Regions from separate parts of the Hordeum vulgare genome. Here region 2 is linked to region 1. Evidence: chromatin contacts called from public Hi-C data. All regions are on one chromosome and are shown on one strand. Each heading gives the region's core, a stretch centred on a gene start, on an enhancer-like site or on the middle of the called end of the contact. The rest is flanking DNA. Distances are from core to core; before and after follow the strand shown. Region 1 holds the start of LOC123442960. Region 2 holds the start of LOC123439510.

What was found. A called contact is a pair of places that touch in the nucleus more often than the background predicts.
Region 2: a contact with region 1 is called in a Hi-C map of seedling, with 3 times the contacts expected there. The contact joins the promoter of LOC123439510 here to the promoter of LOC123442960 in region 1. A contact is called at or near these places in 2 of 6 Hi-C or Micro-C datasets (leaf and seedling) and 1 of 1 datasets of contacts at active chromatin or transcription factors (embryo).

Annotation. Positions count from the first base shown.
Region 1 is chr3H:56,933,285-56,940,988 of MorexV3_pseudomolecules_assembly, forward strand. LOC123442960 reads right to left here and starts at 4,043. Exons shown (of 1, transcript XM_045119156.1): 1 at 2,178-4,043. The coding sequence starts at 4,018. The coding sequence ends at 2,438.
Region 2 is chr3H:57,110,368-57,118,071 of MorexV3_pseudomolecules_assembly, forward strand. It overlaps LOC123439510, which reads right to left and starts at 3,344. Exons shown (of 3, transcript XM_045116223.1): 1 at 3,019-3,344; 2 at 2,075-2,155; 3 at 717-1,692. The coding sequence starts at 3,183. The coding sequence ends at 1,327.

The DNA of each region.
Region 1 (7,704 bases), core at 2,793-5,292:
TAAGTGATAGTTTAGGGTGGGAGATGAAGCGTCGCTCTTCTTACGCCAACGTTGTAGGGTGGATCAAGTTTGTTTAAGCGCGGCAACCATGGAGAGGGCTTAGTTTGAACTTGTATTGGTCGAGAGTTAGGCTTAGCATAGCCGGCCATAGGATGGGCGGGAAGACTAACCGTTTCCAAATAAAAAAAGCGCAAGATGGGAGAAAAATGTGTCAATTAATAGTAGATGGGGCACATGGTAAGAGACAAAACGAGTTCATGAGGAAACCGTTGGGAAAACTTGATCCCACGCTAGGTTTATGAAGCCACTATCAATCCTCACTCGTGTTCATTGGTGAGTTTATTCGACCATGTAAACCTTCTGTCTATAAGGGGAAGTTTAATTAGAGCAATATTATTTATTGCTTTATTAAACACGTCGACTAAGGTTCGATGGAATGATGCATTGTTATTATCAAAAAGCTATATCATAATGTTGAAATCACCCATTAAGATTCAGTGCTAGTTTTGCTTCAACACGTGATGTGTTCGAGCATAATCGTTCAGGGTGGTTATGACCTTATGGGTAATTGCAAGGCAAGGCGAGGGGTCGTGGCAATTTAGGTATAAAAATAACTTTCTCTTAAGATGGAGAATTGAGAAGGTGCCAAGGCCGTTAGGATGCCACCAACTGGGAGGGGGAGGGGGGGCGAGGGACAGGAAGGGGTATAGGTCGAGGTGGGAGAAGTTTCAAATTGGCTTGAAGGTCGATCCAAGCACGGAGGAGAAGAAATCCATTGAAATTTCAAGTTTAGAGACACGCGGGACAAATTCTTGACCTTTTAAGAATAATAGTTGTGATATTTATTATGGCGTACGGGCGTGGAAATAACGAGTGACTTCGTCTCCATGAAATGCAACTTATACTTTGTCGTGTTGCACCCAATAATGAACATTTATTGGGCCGTACACTTGAGGACCCTAATAAGGTCTTTCCTAAGTGATAGTTAGGGTTGGAGTTGAAACACCGCTCTTTTACGCCAACATTGTACGATGGACCGAGTTCATTTAAGCGCGATAACCAGCAAGAGGGCTCAACTTGGACTTATGTGGACCGAGAGTTAGGCTTGTAGGATAGGCGTCTGTGGGATGGGTGGGAAGACCAACCATTTCCAAATCAAAAAAAGCGCGGGACGAGGGACCAATGTGTCGACCGACATTACAATTGGTACGGGGTCAGAGACAAGATGAGTTAGCGACGAGACCGTTGAGAAAACATGATCCCACGCTAGGTTTATGAAGCCATGATCAATTCTCTCTAGTGTTGGTTGGCGATGTTTGTTTGGCCATGTAAACCTTCTGTCCAAAAAAGGAAGTTCAATATAGCAATTTTCTTTACTGTGTTGCTAGACATGTTGTCTTCGGTTTGACCAAGGAGGAATTGTTCTTGGGATGGCTCTTTCGTAAGGTTGGGAATAAAATCTTCTATTATGTTTGGCTTCTATTACCCCATCCGCTTATAAATACTCTATGAATTACATAGAAAACAAAATACATGAATCTATACTCTAAAATGCATCTATATAATCTATACGTTGTTTGTAATAAAATCTAAGACTTACATTTAGAAAGGGAGAAGTATGATCCATTGCGAGTTTGAATAGGGTGAGACAGAGAAGAGCTCGCCTAGGAAGTTTTGCTGAATCATGTGATCTGTTGGAGCATGAACGTTCACGGTGGTTAGGCGAGGGTGTAGGATCCTGGAGTATGTGACTTTGTGAGGTATTCGGCACTGGCCTGATACCTGGACATTCAAATAGCAGAAAAGGAAACTTCGAGAGAGGAGCCTACCTCAGAGAGCACCAAATTGGGCCGTAAATACAAACGGACGCCAGGCTCATTAAAGATCCGATCACACTAGAGGCGCAGTTGACCAGTGCAGTGAGAATGGAGGAGAATGGCACGGCGACGATCGACGATTCCTAGGTGGAGCGAGCCACTGCAAAAGGCCAAGGCACACCGCGTGCGCAGTGGACCTGGACGTGGCTCGGGATCAGCGCCGCCCCGACCATGGCGCAGGTGCAGGGTGCCAGACACCTCGGACTTCCACGATCGAGGTGGATACTCGAACAGTCTCAACGGTGACAAGTACTACCACAACGATTATTTCGGGGAAATCAACAAGAGACCATAGGCATCTGAATCTGAATTCTGAAACTTCTCAACTAAAGGCAGACATCTTACAGGTTATTGCTCCAACTGACTATCACTGACTACCTCCGTACCAAAATATAAGTCGTTTTTAGGCTGGAATAGACAATCAAACGTCTTATATTTTGATATACAGAGCTAATACTATGAACCGAAATCGAAAGGTGAAATGCATGCTGGCGAAGGAAAAGGAAAAGCGAAATGTATGTATGTATGCATGGGGTCCTGCATGGCTGCCTGTGTCCTGCCTAGTTGGGGTGCCCTGTGGTGGAGGGGCTGGAGCCGGGCTGCTGGTGGAGGCCGGCGGGCGGCGGGGTCTGCGCGCCCGGGAGGTGGTCCACGGACGACGAGTAGTTGTAGGCCTCGGCGATGTCCAGGTCGAACTCCTTCTGCTGGAGCGCCATCAGCATGCGCTGGCCGTCCACGCGCCGGCGCTGGATCCGCAGCCGCTCGCTCTCCATGTCCCACTCCTTGCTGGCCTTGAACTGCTCCCACTTGTGGCGCTGCTTCTGCAGCGCGTACTCGTGGACCTCGTACTCCAGTTGCTGCTTCTCCACCTCCAGCGCGCGCCGCTGCATCCACTGCCGCAGCTGCTGCTGGTCGCCGCCTGCCGCGGCCGCCGCCGCCGCCAGCTCGCGTTGCAGCTGCTGCATGGCGGAGGTGGACGACCTCCTGCGGGCGGGCTTGTTGTTCCCGTCCTCTTCTCCGTCTTCCCCGACCGTGGTCGCGCTGCTCTCGCCACGACGGCGCTTGTTGTGCCCGCCGTAGTTGTGGAAGCCATTGCCGTCGTCGACGCGGCCGCCGCGGCGCTTGGTGCCCTGCGCCTTCTCCTCCACGTCGTCCAGGTCGTAGTCGTCCTCCTCCTCCTCTTCAGCCTCTTTGCTGCTGAGGACGTCGTCCTCGCTGTCGCCCTCCGAGCGTGTCGAGGAATTCACCATCGCCACCGCCTGGGGGCCGGCAGACGAGTTGGCAGCGCCGGGCACCGTCGCCGGCCGCGGGTGGTGGAAGCAGTCCGCGCCGTCCTCGGCGCCGTGCGATGCTACTGCGCCGGCGCCGGGGGGGTTGTGGTAGGTGCACATCTCGCGGAAGAAGAGGTGCTTGGAGCTGAGCAGCTTGCGCGCCTCCTCCTTGGCCTTGGCCGTGAGCTCGGCCATGGCGTCGAGCAGCGCAGGGTTCTCGACCACTCTGCACGCCTTGCCGCGGCCGAGCAGGTCGACGACTCGCTTGTAGCGCTTGTTGAGGTCGTTGAACTTGTCCTCGCACTGCTGCGGCGACACCGAGAAGCCGTTCTCCAGCATCGCGTTGGACACGGACTTCCACTTACCCTTCTTCTGCTGCGCCGCCGCCTGCAGCCCGTGCCCACCGTGCGCTGCCGCCGCAGACGCCGATGCCTTCCCGTGCGGGTGCGACGCCGCCGCCTTGCCCCCTGCAGACACGCCCTCCACGTCGTCCCCGGCGTTGTACACCAGCGCGATGAGCAGACGCACCATCGCATCCGTCCACTTCATCCGCGTCCACAGGCACGCCGCCGCCCCCGCTCCCGCCCCCGGCTGCTGCACGACGCCGCCGCCATTCCCGACGCCGTTGCCCATCTCCTCCTCTTCATGCGCCTTGACCGCCCTCGAAGGCGGCGCCACGTAAGCCGCGTACGACGGCTGCGAGTGCTGCTGCCTCACCGGCATGGCCTGGTGCTGGTGGTGCTGGACCTGGAAGCCGCCGCCACCGCCGTTGCCGTGGTGGAGGTGCTCCGCCTGCTGCTGGAACGCGGAGGCGGCGTGGATCTGAGGCTGCGGCTGGTGGACGAGGTGGTTCATTTCCATGCCCAGCATCCCCGCCGGCGACCCACGCGCCCCCATCGCCGCTCCTCCGTCAACCCTCTCCATCCGCAAAGCCTGACCACCGGTCTCTGGTTGTCAACTCTCCTGTGCTCCGAGGGACTCTTGCGGTCAACTCTAGGTTTTGCGCTGGCCGGTGGAGCCGAGCGGCGAATAAAAAGGAGGAGCGGGGGCGGGGCGGGGCAGGAGGCCGCCGCCGGTATCGGCGCCGAACAGCAGCGGCCGCCTCCGCTAGAGGAGCGGCGCACGCTCTCGGTTTTGCGGGGAGCCCACGGACGCGCCGAAAACCACCTAGGATTCTTTGCGCCCGATGGCCTCCTCTGTGGCACGGCTTGTAACCGGGCGTGCGCGCAGAAGATCCGTGGAGGATTGTTGAATCAGCTGCTGCCCCGGTTTGTCCCCTCGGCTGGCTGTGGTTTGCCCAAGTTTTCTTTATTACATGTGCCTCAATGTTTTGGCAAATTCGTACAAGGCCCTTGGTTGTGATTTTTCACAGCTGCTCACCGATCATTTTCTTGTGTAGTAACCTTTTTTGAGGAAAAGTGAATATACTTATTTGCTGGGAAGGGGGAAAGGAAATATATTAATAAGACAGATTTGATATATTCAACATTGATCACAATATATTAGCAACATAAAAAAAAACATTGATTACAATATATTCACCTCTCCATGGAGAGCCCCTCCCAACGAACAATGTCCCAGCCTCAAGTCTTGGTAAGCTCTTCTTTAAAAAAAATGACATGTATTACTCAAAATCAAATGATTATAACCTTTAATACAAAGTTGTTCTTAGAGCTTAATGCTCCTGTCTTTGAAGTAGAGTCATAGCACTTATTCATGAAAATGGCCTACTTTGGACCAAAAGGATCTACACCTACTTGAATGCCAATCCACTCTCTTTCCCAATAAAATTTCCTACCCCCTAAATATAATCAAGGCCTGGTTCTTAGTCAAGATAACTAGCTTACTTACCACATTAAGAATATGGTCTACTTTGCAATGTTCGGGGCAGCAAACTCGGATTCGGCAAGAATCTCATTTTTGTGGTGACCTACTTCTTTGGTAAAGTAACCTTCAAAACTGATATATCATCCAATCTAGAACCAAACCAGGCAACGGTACACAGTTCAGTTATAGACAAATTATTAATGAAGTGGGTCGCAGTATTCTAACCGTGACGTAGTATGTGACTAAACAAGTTTTACGATCTCTTCACAAAGCTTCTTTTATTTCATGCACCATGAATGCATGTCTCGAATGATCAATCATTGTGCTTTGAATCAACTTCACTGGTTGTAAGCAATTTGATTCAATAGTTATGGGTGAAGGGGTCACTTCATCTTTTGCTAATGTCACTCCCTCCATAATCGTTGAGAGACCTGCCTCGAGCACGTCGCGACAAGAAAACAGATCCTGACATGAAGTGAATATAATCTCACCCCATGTCCTTTGAGGATCACACCAGTTGCACCGAGTTGCTTGCCTCTCAGTAAGAATCATCAACATTTAGTTTTGCCCGGCATGCATCTAGAGTCTGCCAAGCCTAGCTAACAACGGATAAGCTTTGTTGGAGATTGTTGGTTGAAGAGATGATGCTTGAGCATATGATATTGTTGCCCTTACTGTCGTGTCATCATCATCATCATTGAAGTTTTGCGCAAAGCTTGGAATTGATCCTAGATAATTGTAGAGGAAACATAATGATGCATTGGTTTATGGTGCAAGTTTGACATGAAGCACTTCATCTCTAAATTGCCATATATGGCATAGCACCACTAGCAACATAATTCACTCGATGGGGGACGAGGGGATCACGTAAAGTTTGTAACTTCCATTTTGTTTCTAGTAGGTTGGATCATTCAAACATCTTGAAGTCTCCATACTGGCGACATAGCTTGCCATAATGCCACTGCAAGTGGGCATCTACATAAGGCATGATAATTTTCATCGTCCATGCTACAGAAAGGGAAAATATAAGTGACCTTGACTTTTGTTGCATGCTTATTAACCCATGCGGGGAGTGAGTCAAGATTCCATCCAAAAGTCCCTACCATTTGAGGGGCAGGGCACCCCCATATAGCCGACTCAAGATGTTGCTCATCGAAGTAGGTAAACATGTGAGTCATATCTGGTGCCCAGGTGGGGAAATCTTTGGCGGGGCTAGGTTAAACCTGAATCTTCCGTATCTCTTGAACATCCACCGGAAAGAAGTATTATTGAAGAAGAGCAACACTCCATTACCCATACTGATTTACCTACTCTAAGACCCAATGCATTCTGCACCTCCCCTATAACATGACTAGTTAATATGGTGGCATGTTGGGGATCTAACTATCTCGCCATGTATGTACCTTCTCTTCATTGTCAATTCATATAAGTCCCCATTTTTTGTAATTCTAGTACATAGCTTATAGCCTGCTATGTGGAGGAAGGGTTCCCAAAAGAATATGTCATCTAGACATCCGTCCAGGTAGTACTATTGGTTCAACACATGTGGACATAGGCTCTATCGCGTGGTAAGGAACCTCGACTCGATTTCATGCTCCAGAACATGAGGCAACGGGTTACATTCCCGTTCATATGGGCTCTCCATGCTAGGGGGGTCAATCGTCCTCCAATTAGTGATTTCTCTCGCGCGGATGTGGATGAGATGAAGGTGGTATTCAGCTTCCTGAACTACAACTCAAGGTGCATTCGTCACTCAAGCTCGCATAGATATTTGTGATGATTTAGTTTCTGGTAAAGGGAATGGTGTAGGAGTGCAAGCTCTTCTAAAAAGTCTTCAAATGACTCCAGCATTGAAGGTGCCATGGATGCCATGAATCTCATCTACTCGAACTGCCCTGGGGTAGGTAGGACCCTCGACAGTAACAAGATATAGTACCTTTCCAACCTGATGACTTCTACCAATACGAAGGTAACCCCCATTTTGAAAACTCTTTCTTCTAAATTGAATTCCTAGAAGTTAGATAATTGTTCACACATCCATGATAGTTTTGTCATTCTCGCAGAAGACCGAGCAACATGTATTTGGGTCATGTGGTGGATGGAGTTGATATAGATATAGCCTACTCGAGTTAGACTTAATTTGTGTTTGAGTTGTAACTACTAGTACTAATTTTATTTTCCCTCTATTTTGTATTTATGTCGATCCCCATCATCGTAGAACTAAGGATATTTGGAGTCAAATACTCATATCGATGCTTTTATCACCTCTACCCGTGGAAAGATTGTTTACAACATGTATGTAATATTCCTGTGATATCCTTAATCTAGTAGATAAGACTAGGAGTGCTAAGAACAACCGTCATTTTATGGTCAATTTTAATCATCATGTAAAAAATATGGTTCGATTGGTATGGGAATTCATGGAACCACTTATACTTGATCTAATAAGAATTTTTATATTGTTCCTACTTAGGGACGCCCTTGATCATGGTTTTGCTAATGTGAAATGTTGTAGGATTTGTTCTAATGCAACTGTGTATAATTTTCCCATCATGTTAAGGGAAGATGATGGAAACATCAAACCAATCAATATTAAGACTATGAAATCTTTCATGTTTAGAAAGTGTTCACTGTCTGAGAAGGACTTTCACGTCAGATCTCAAGTTGCTTGGTCTAATACTGGCGGCAAACCTTTCCTATTACCATTCCATGAAGCTTGGATGTTCGCT
Region 2 (7,704 bases), core at 2,094-4,593, 180 kb after region 1:
CAACATTTTTTTTCAAATACTTGATTAACATTTTTATATACATGATCAATAATTTTTAAAATATGACTTTAACATTTTTCATATACTTATTCAACAGTCTTCGAATACTTGTTCAGCATTTTTAAAATATTTCAATAGAGTGTTTTTTATAATATATACATTTAGAATATTTTAAAGTATAAACAAAAGTAAAAAATGCAAAAGAAGGAAATAGAAAACGTAAAAAAAGAGAGGTTATAGCCTGCCCATCTAGGTCCCCCCTTCAGCGCGGGGTTCCTCTCCTCTCGCTGAAGGTCAGACGTAGGGGACCCCAATGTGCAATGCCCTAGGAGGCAAGATACGTTCATCTCCTGATGGCTTCGCTCTAGAACTAATTTCAGCAAGGTGGACAAGCGTGGCTTTGACTCCTTTATCATTGCTACAGCCTGTAGTCCCTCTGGAAGCAAAGAAATGTGCGCGTCTTCAATAGAGTGCACCAAGTTAGAACGCCTGATCGTCTTTGAAAAACAAAGTCAGAACTCCTGTTCAGCTCCAGAACCAGATTCTCAGAGAGATTGCTGATTGGAAGGATGCAGGTGTTGAAGTAGGAGGTCTCCACCGGCTTGTGTGAGAGTAGGCTATGGTGTGCGTTCTTTGCTCGGATGTTTGCATCCGGTGCAACCCTCTTATAAATATCTTTGCTTTCTTCTATAAAGATATGGTATGTCATTAGCGTATTCTTAGAAAAAACTTGACAACCATAGTCAACTGTATATTATTTCGGTGCTTATTCAGGTTACAGACACAGGCTTTCTGTGTAACATCTACAAGGTGTAGACACTCAACCAACAAAAACAAACGGGCGAAACAAGGTTCTATCTCTTTCTGCGCCGCTGCATCTTATAGAGGTGCATATAGAACATACATAGCAGCCATATCAGTAACACAAATATGCAACAACACCACAATGATCCTTGTTGATCAGAGCATGGTCTCTCTTCTGGTAATAATGACCAGAAAAGAACTGGTAATGCAGGCACGATTATGCCAAGACAGCCTGCATGTTCACAGCTTCCATTCAGCAACCTAGAAAGCAGGTGACCGCAATCCGCAATCAACGGCAAAGACCAGAAGGATAGTTTCAAGCTGTTATGTACATGGTGCCAGAAGAGAGAGCAGAATGGTCACAGGGCAGGAGCTTTGCACCAAGAGACAGACGAAGCCAAGAGAGTTCTGGAGGGGAACCATCTAGTTCATGGCACTTCTCCAGCGAATAAGGATCAGATACTGGAGGCTCCAATAAACTGACAGGCGCTGTCGCCACCTTTCATATGGTGATTCACAACTCTAAGGAGCATCATGGTTCATATCCATGGAGGGTTCGTATGAGTTCCGATGCACGGAGTCCTGGTTCTGGGGAGAATGGCCGTTCCAAGCTCCGCTTCCACTTGGCGGGGAGTTTACAGGGCCATGTCCTGAACACTGAACCACATGATTTGAATGGGAATTTTGCTGCGAAGGACTGCTGAAAGCATTTGAGATGCTTGTGGTTCTTGTTTGGTCTGTTTGGCACAACTGAGAGTCAAGTGCAGCCGCCACATTTCCAAATGAGAAGTAGTTGGTTTGGACATTTGCAGAAGGAAGACCACATGCTGGCTGTGGAGTTAGATGTTGGGAAGACCCTGCCATGCCTCCTCTGCTCTCAATCTCATTCTGTGTAAAGAAGAGAAGCATCAAGGACTTGGGCCAGATATTAACATAACAATAGCAAGAGCTAAAGAAAAGAAAGGTGGAAATATCATCTTTTGAGCAAGGCCACAAGTTAATTCCTGTATTGGTACCAGCAGCTTTAGCATTTCAATAGGAAAATGAATGATTTTGTGATGTTTGTATATCTTACTTTGAACCAAAAAGAGATGCCAATTCTCCTAGTTAACACACATATGCTACATTTTGCATCCGACGCAGATATGCTACATTTTGCATCCGACACAGGGCATTGGATTAATATGTTACCTGGGTTTAAACATATTCAGAGAATTGGTTGAAACAAGTTGATATTTCAGTACAAAAAGAGGCAAGTTATTCATATGACCTGCAAGTAAGCAAGTACATCAGCAACAGACACTCCCAATGCTTCTTCATGCTGACCAGATATCCATAGATGGGCACACTCCTGCCAAAAATCCAAGGCAAGGTTGGATCAATTGAGCAAATTATTAGCTGACAGTATGTGCTGCTAGATTGAAGAACACGAAGTGATTATCTCAACAGATTCCACCTACAACTTACATAACGCTCAGACAAAGACCTAATTTACCACTCAGAACACTAAACTGGTCCCTGTCATCAAAAGGTTTGTGAAACCCAAATTGCATATATGATTATGTATGCAGAACATTGCAAACCCTTCACTCTTTAGAACTGATTGTGCGCACCGTGTTGAGCTTTGGGCTCTGCACTAGTCTCTTAACCCACTTGAAAACTAACATTACCACCACACTTCCCCGAAACGTGCCGCGACATCCAAAGAATCGTAGCCCTATTAGCAGCGCCAACCCAAGCAGCCCTTAGTCCAGAGAGATCACCGGATGGCACGCCCAACTGACGCTGTTGATACACTCTGTAATATGCTGTAGCTGTTCATTCTCCTATTCTCTTCAGCTCCCCAACAGTACATCACCGTCTTGGCGAAGTACCAAACCGTGCATTTTTCTTGTTGATTATCTCGTTTTCTCGCCGCACACCAAATTTCTACGAACAGGTGACACGCTCCACCCAAGAAGCCCCCAAATCCCAGCACCACACCAAGAATTCTCGACCAGATTCGGCAAAAGAAGCAAAATTCTCAATCGTAGACCACCAGGAATCACAAAGAACTCGAGGCGGGGCCCTATCACCCACTAATCCCCGCGTAACTGGCCATTGACCGGAGCCAAGAACTCGGCCAAGGCAGGATCACACGACGCGTCAACCGATCAAACGGGCAACCGACGGGAAACGGAGAGGGGGGGGGGGGGGGGGGGGTGAGTTGCGGACCATGGCGTGGCGCTCGCCGGCGATGAAGGAGGCCTTCTGGTTGGCGACGGCCTGCGCGTAGAGCTGCGAGAGCGCGTTGGCGGCGCCCCGGAACGTGTGGTGCACCTCCGCCTCCGCATCGTCCTCCGGAGCCCGCTTCTTCCCCGCGTGACGCGCCGCCTCCATCCGGAAGATGGCCGGGGTACGGGGTGGAGAACCTTCTGGAAGCTCTCCCCGGAGCAGAGGCGGAGGCGAAGGCGAAGGCGAAGGTGGAGAACTGGAGATGGAGGACGAGAGGAAGCGTCTGATGGCAGTGCGATGGTGTCACGTATGGTGGTGGTCCACGACTTCGCAGGCTCCCTGGACCGGGCGCCCCTATGTCTCGCTTATAGCGAGACGAAGGGCAGCGCGAGATGGACTAGCCTAGGTATCGCTGGAGTCCACAGCACTCTTTTCTTCTTCTTCTTCTTCTTTTTACTTTTTATATTCTTTTTATTTACACTTCCAAAATTATGAATATATATATTAAAAAATATACATTACATAATGTTCTGAATGTTTTTAATCATGAATTCGAAAAAGGTTTAATGTATTTTAAAAGCTGTTAATCAAGAGTTCTACTAAAATCAACAAGTATTTGAAAAATGTTGATCAAGCATTTGAAAAAGGTTAAATGTCTATATAAACATTGTTTATCATGTATTAAAAAATGTCAACATTGCATATGAAAAATATTAATCAAGCATTTGGAGAATGTAAATTGTGTGTACAAAATTATTAGTCATGTATTAAAAATGTTAATATTTTCCTTGAAAATATTAATTAAGAATATAAAAATAAATGGTATATGTGTATAGGAAAAATGTTAACCATCTATTAAAAATTCTTGTATTCAAAATGCTAATCAAGCATTCCGAAATGTAAGAAAATGTGTATGAAAAAAATGTTGATCATGTGTTTCAAAAAAGTTAAACTTGTATTTGCAAATGGTAAACATGTATTAGAAGAATGTATCTGATATATACCAAAAAAGTACAACATTTACAAGAAAAAATAGACATCCAAAAGATATAAGATTCCATAAAATATTAATCGTGTATTTAGAAAAATGGTAAACATGTATACAAAAAATATTTCATATTATATGCAAAAAATGTTAAATGTGTACTGCAAACCGAAAGAAAAAACCGAAAAAAAGAATGCAAATATTGAAAATGACAAGGAAATAAAGAAACAATGAAAATGAAGAAGAAATGAAAAAACTGAAGAAAACAGAGAAAAAGGAAGGAAAAGAAAAGAAAAAACACAGTTAAAATCGAGAAAGAAATAGAAAAAAAAAGTAAAAGAAAAGAAAAAAGAAAAAATCCATGAAAAAACAAATAACAAAAAATGAAAAAACTATGGAAAATTGATATTTTACCTCAAGTTGGTTGTGTCGTCTAGTTTTCCACAAAGACAATGTGCCTCACTAGCTAGCAGAGGTATCTCACCACAAAGGAAGCTCGGGTTTGGTCCTGGTTCTCCCCTTTTACCTACATTTATGTTGTTTCGCGTGGAAGCTAATGGGCCGGTCCATTACTGCGGACGCATCACCGAGTGTTGTTCCATCCGCGTGAAGCCAGATGTAGCTCTTGCGCTCTGGACCTGGTGACGCTAAGTCGTGGACATGTTTGTTTATATGGGATTTTATTAAGGAATTTCTAAGGGGCGTGTTTGGCCAAAACCCCATCCAACGCTTTAAGCGCGAGTTATACGTGTTTGGGAAAGCTCGCGCATGCCCCGCACCCCCTCTCCACCTTGAACTCATCCATGTAACAATTTTTTTGGAAAGTGATTGGTTTTCATATGGATGCAGACATTCGCGCGCCAGCCACCTGCCACGTGTCCTGTGGTCCCAGTTGGGCTCCCCATCGCATCTCCCTCCCCAGCCTTACCTTGATCGCTGCAACCACTCATTCTTTTTTTACTTTTCCTCTAATCACATAAGTTTGTTTCCCACCTTTCTCTAGCCTTTTTTTTGGATCTTAGGAGCTTCTCCCTCAATTCCGACAGCTCGGGCCGCCGTGAGATTGTTGTCTTGCCCGTAACATCCATTGCAATGAAGCTATCAACGATGTTGTGTGCCACACTACTTTGTGTGCTCCAACCATCGTGCTCCCACTCCATTGCTACTACTGCATCCACAGTTGCTGGAAGTAAAGTTCAGCAGCACAACCCCCCGCCATCCTCTTGTTCGTGGCTGCAGCATTCGCTGGTGCTGCAATGTGCTCGATATCGCCGATGCCAGGGAGCAATCATGAGGTGTCGTCGGTGCTGCAAGGAATTACTGGGAAGTTGTTGCAACCATAATGACGACAGTGTTGCTGCAACGGTGCGACCTCGCCGCCGGTGGACAGGCACGACATGGCTGCATCATCCGTTGATGCAGCGAGGCCCAGGCGCGTTGGAAGTCGATGATGCGAGGTCCACGACATTGGTGCGAACGGAGCGGATGCAACAACCATGTTGCAACGACGACAAGTGACGGTGATGGTATAATGATGGTGCAACCCACGGGACCTTGTCGTCGGTCGATGAGCACTGTAGCTTGTGTGCCCATCCAACAAAGGAATAGTTGCAACATCTGGTGATGCTGCGAGGTGCGGGCGCTGTAAGTCGGGTGGGTGGTGCTACGTGATAGAAGCATGGAGGGGCGACACTGTGGAGGTCAACGGTGATGCGTCAGACGTCAACATCGGAGATGTCGCGTGAAGAGAGCGAAGCAAACTCACCCGCTCTGTGCTTAGCGTGTTTTGTTGATGGGGAGTTGATGCTTTTGAGTTGACTTGATCGTGCGGATTGTACTGTTCTGATTATAATGAATCAAACGATAGAGGAAGCGGGTGCAATTTTCGTTACTACATCCGGATGGCGCCTAGCACGCGGCATTTTTTTTCTCGTTTGCAAAGTCTTCCGCGACTACTTCCTGCATCGTTTAGTTTTTCCCTCACAAGATTGACAAACCATCTGGAATATATTTAAAAAATTCATGAACCTTCCTAAAATCTGAAATATGTTTTCCAAATCTCAAGACCTTTTTCCAAATTTCTAGATCAACATTTTGTGAAATTTTCCGCATTCATGAACTATTTCAAATTATGAACTTCTTTTAATCCCATGAATAGTTTAAAAGTCTGTGAATGTTCTTTCTCAATGGTTGACCCTTTTGCAAATGCATCGGCATTTCCATATCCGTGAACTTTTTCAGTTATTGTTATTTTGTTTACAAAATCCATGATTATTTTTCTAAATTTGCAGACTTTTAAAATAAATCCATGAACTGTTTACAAATTTTACAATAAAAAATAAAACCCATGAACTTTATGCAAAAATGTGTTTTTTCAAAATCAATGAACTTTCTAAATTTTCAACTTTTCCATGTACGTGATTTTTTATTGAAATTTATGAACTATTCCCTCCGTCTGGAAATACTCTTCGTAGGAATGGATGTATCTAGATGCATTTTAGTTTGCGATACATCCATTTCTATTCATTTTTACGACAAGTAATTCCGGACAGAGGGAGTATTTTAGAAGCAATGAAAGTTTTCCAGTTTTGTGTAAAAAACATGTTTACCCTTTATTGAATAATATTTTTAAAAGTCAAGCATCAACTGGTCCACCTATCAACCAGCTATAGCCGGGTCGACCAGGACCTGCGCGTGTGGGCGACAGTTGGCCTAGCTGTCACTGGTAAGGGGGAGCTCCTATGTGACGCTCTTTGTGTCAAAATGTCGACGTTTCACACAGGGCGTAGCTCACCTCAGCCGACCAATTTTGCGTTCGCGCATTCTCAAGGTGGAAAACACTTGAAATAAAAGCATCACTAGTGTTGGGACTCGATCTCGTGACTTCGTAGCGACGTGCAAGATAGGCCAACCGCTACAATCAATTGCCGTTTGTGTTGAAATTTTAGCACAATGCTAAAAGAACGAAACTACAACGTTAAAAACTTAAACCTTTGCAAAAAACCAAAACTAAAGTACAAGTGAGGGATTGAACGAAGGACCTCCTACAACTGAAGCAGGTCACTAGCGACCTAAATTCCTAGAAATATATGTCTAAAACCTCAAACATTTCATGAAAATTTAAACATTTTGGGGATTCTCAAGCATTTTTCAAAAAAGGAACAAAAATGAAAGTAATATCATGTTTTGAAATTGCGAATAATTTCTACAAAAATTAAACATTTTCTAAAAATAATGTCATTTTTAGAACTTGTTCATAATTTTGAAAACATTCATAATTTCATAATTACAAAAAAAATCAAAGAATAATTTTGAAATGCATATTTTTTTTGAATTCAAGAACAAACTTTAAAACATAACCGTTTTACAATTTGAGAAGAAATCTGGAAAGCTTGAACATTTTTGGAAATTCCTGAAGTTTTTTTTTAATTTGTGAACAAAAATGAAAAAATGCAATTTTTTTAAATTCCCCAAACATTATTTGAATTTGGGCACAAATCTTAAAAATATGACATTTTTCTAATTTGCCAACAAAATTTGAATGTGGGAACATTTTCTCAAATTCCCAAACATTTCTTGAATTTGTGAACAAATATGAACATTATTTGCAATTGACAACCATTTTATGAATTTTCAATATTTTTAAATTTGTAACTTAACTATTATTAAAATTTGGAAAAAATGTTAAGAGAAAGTGAACA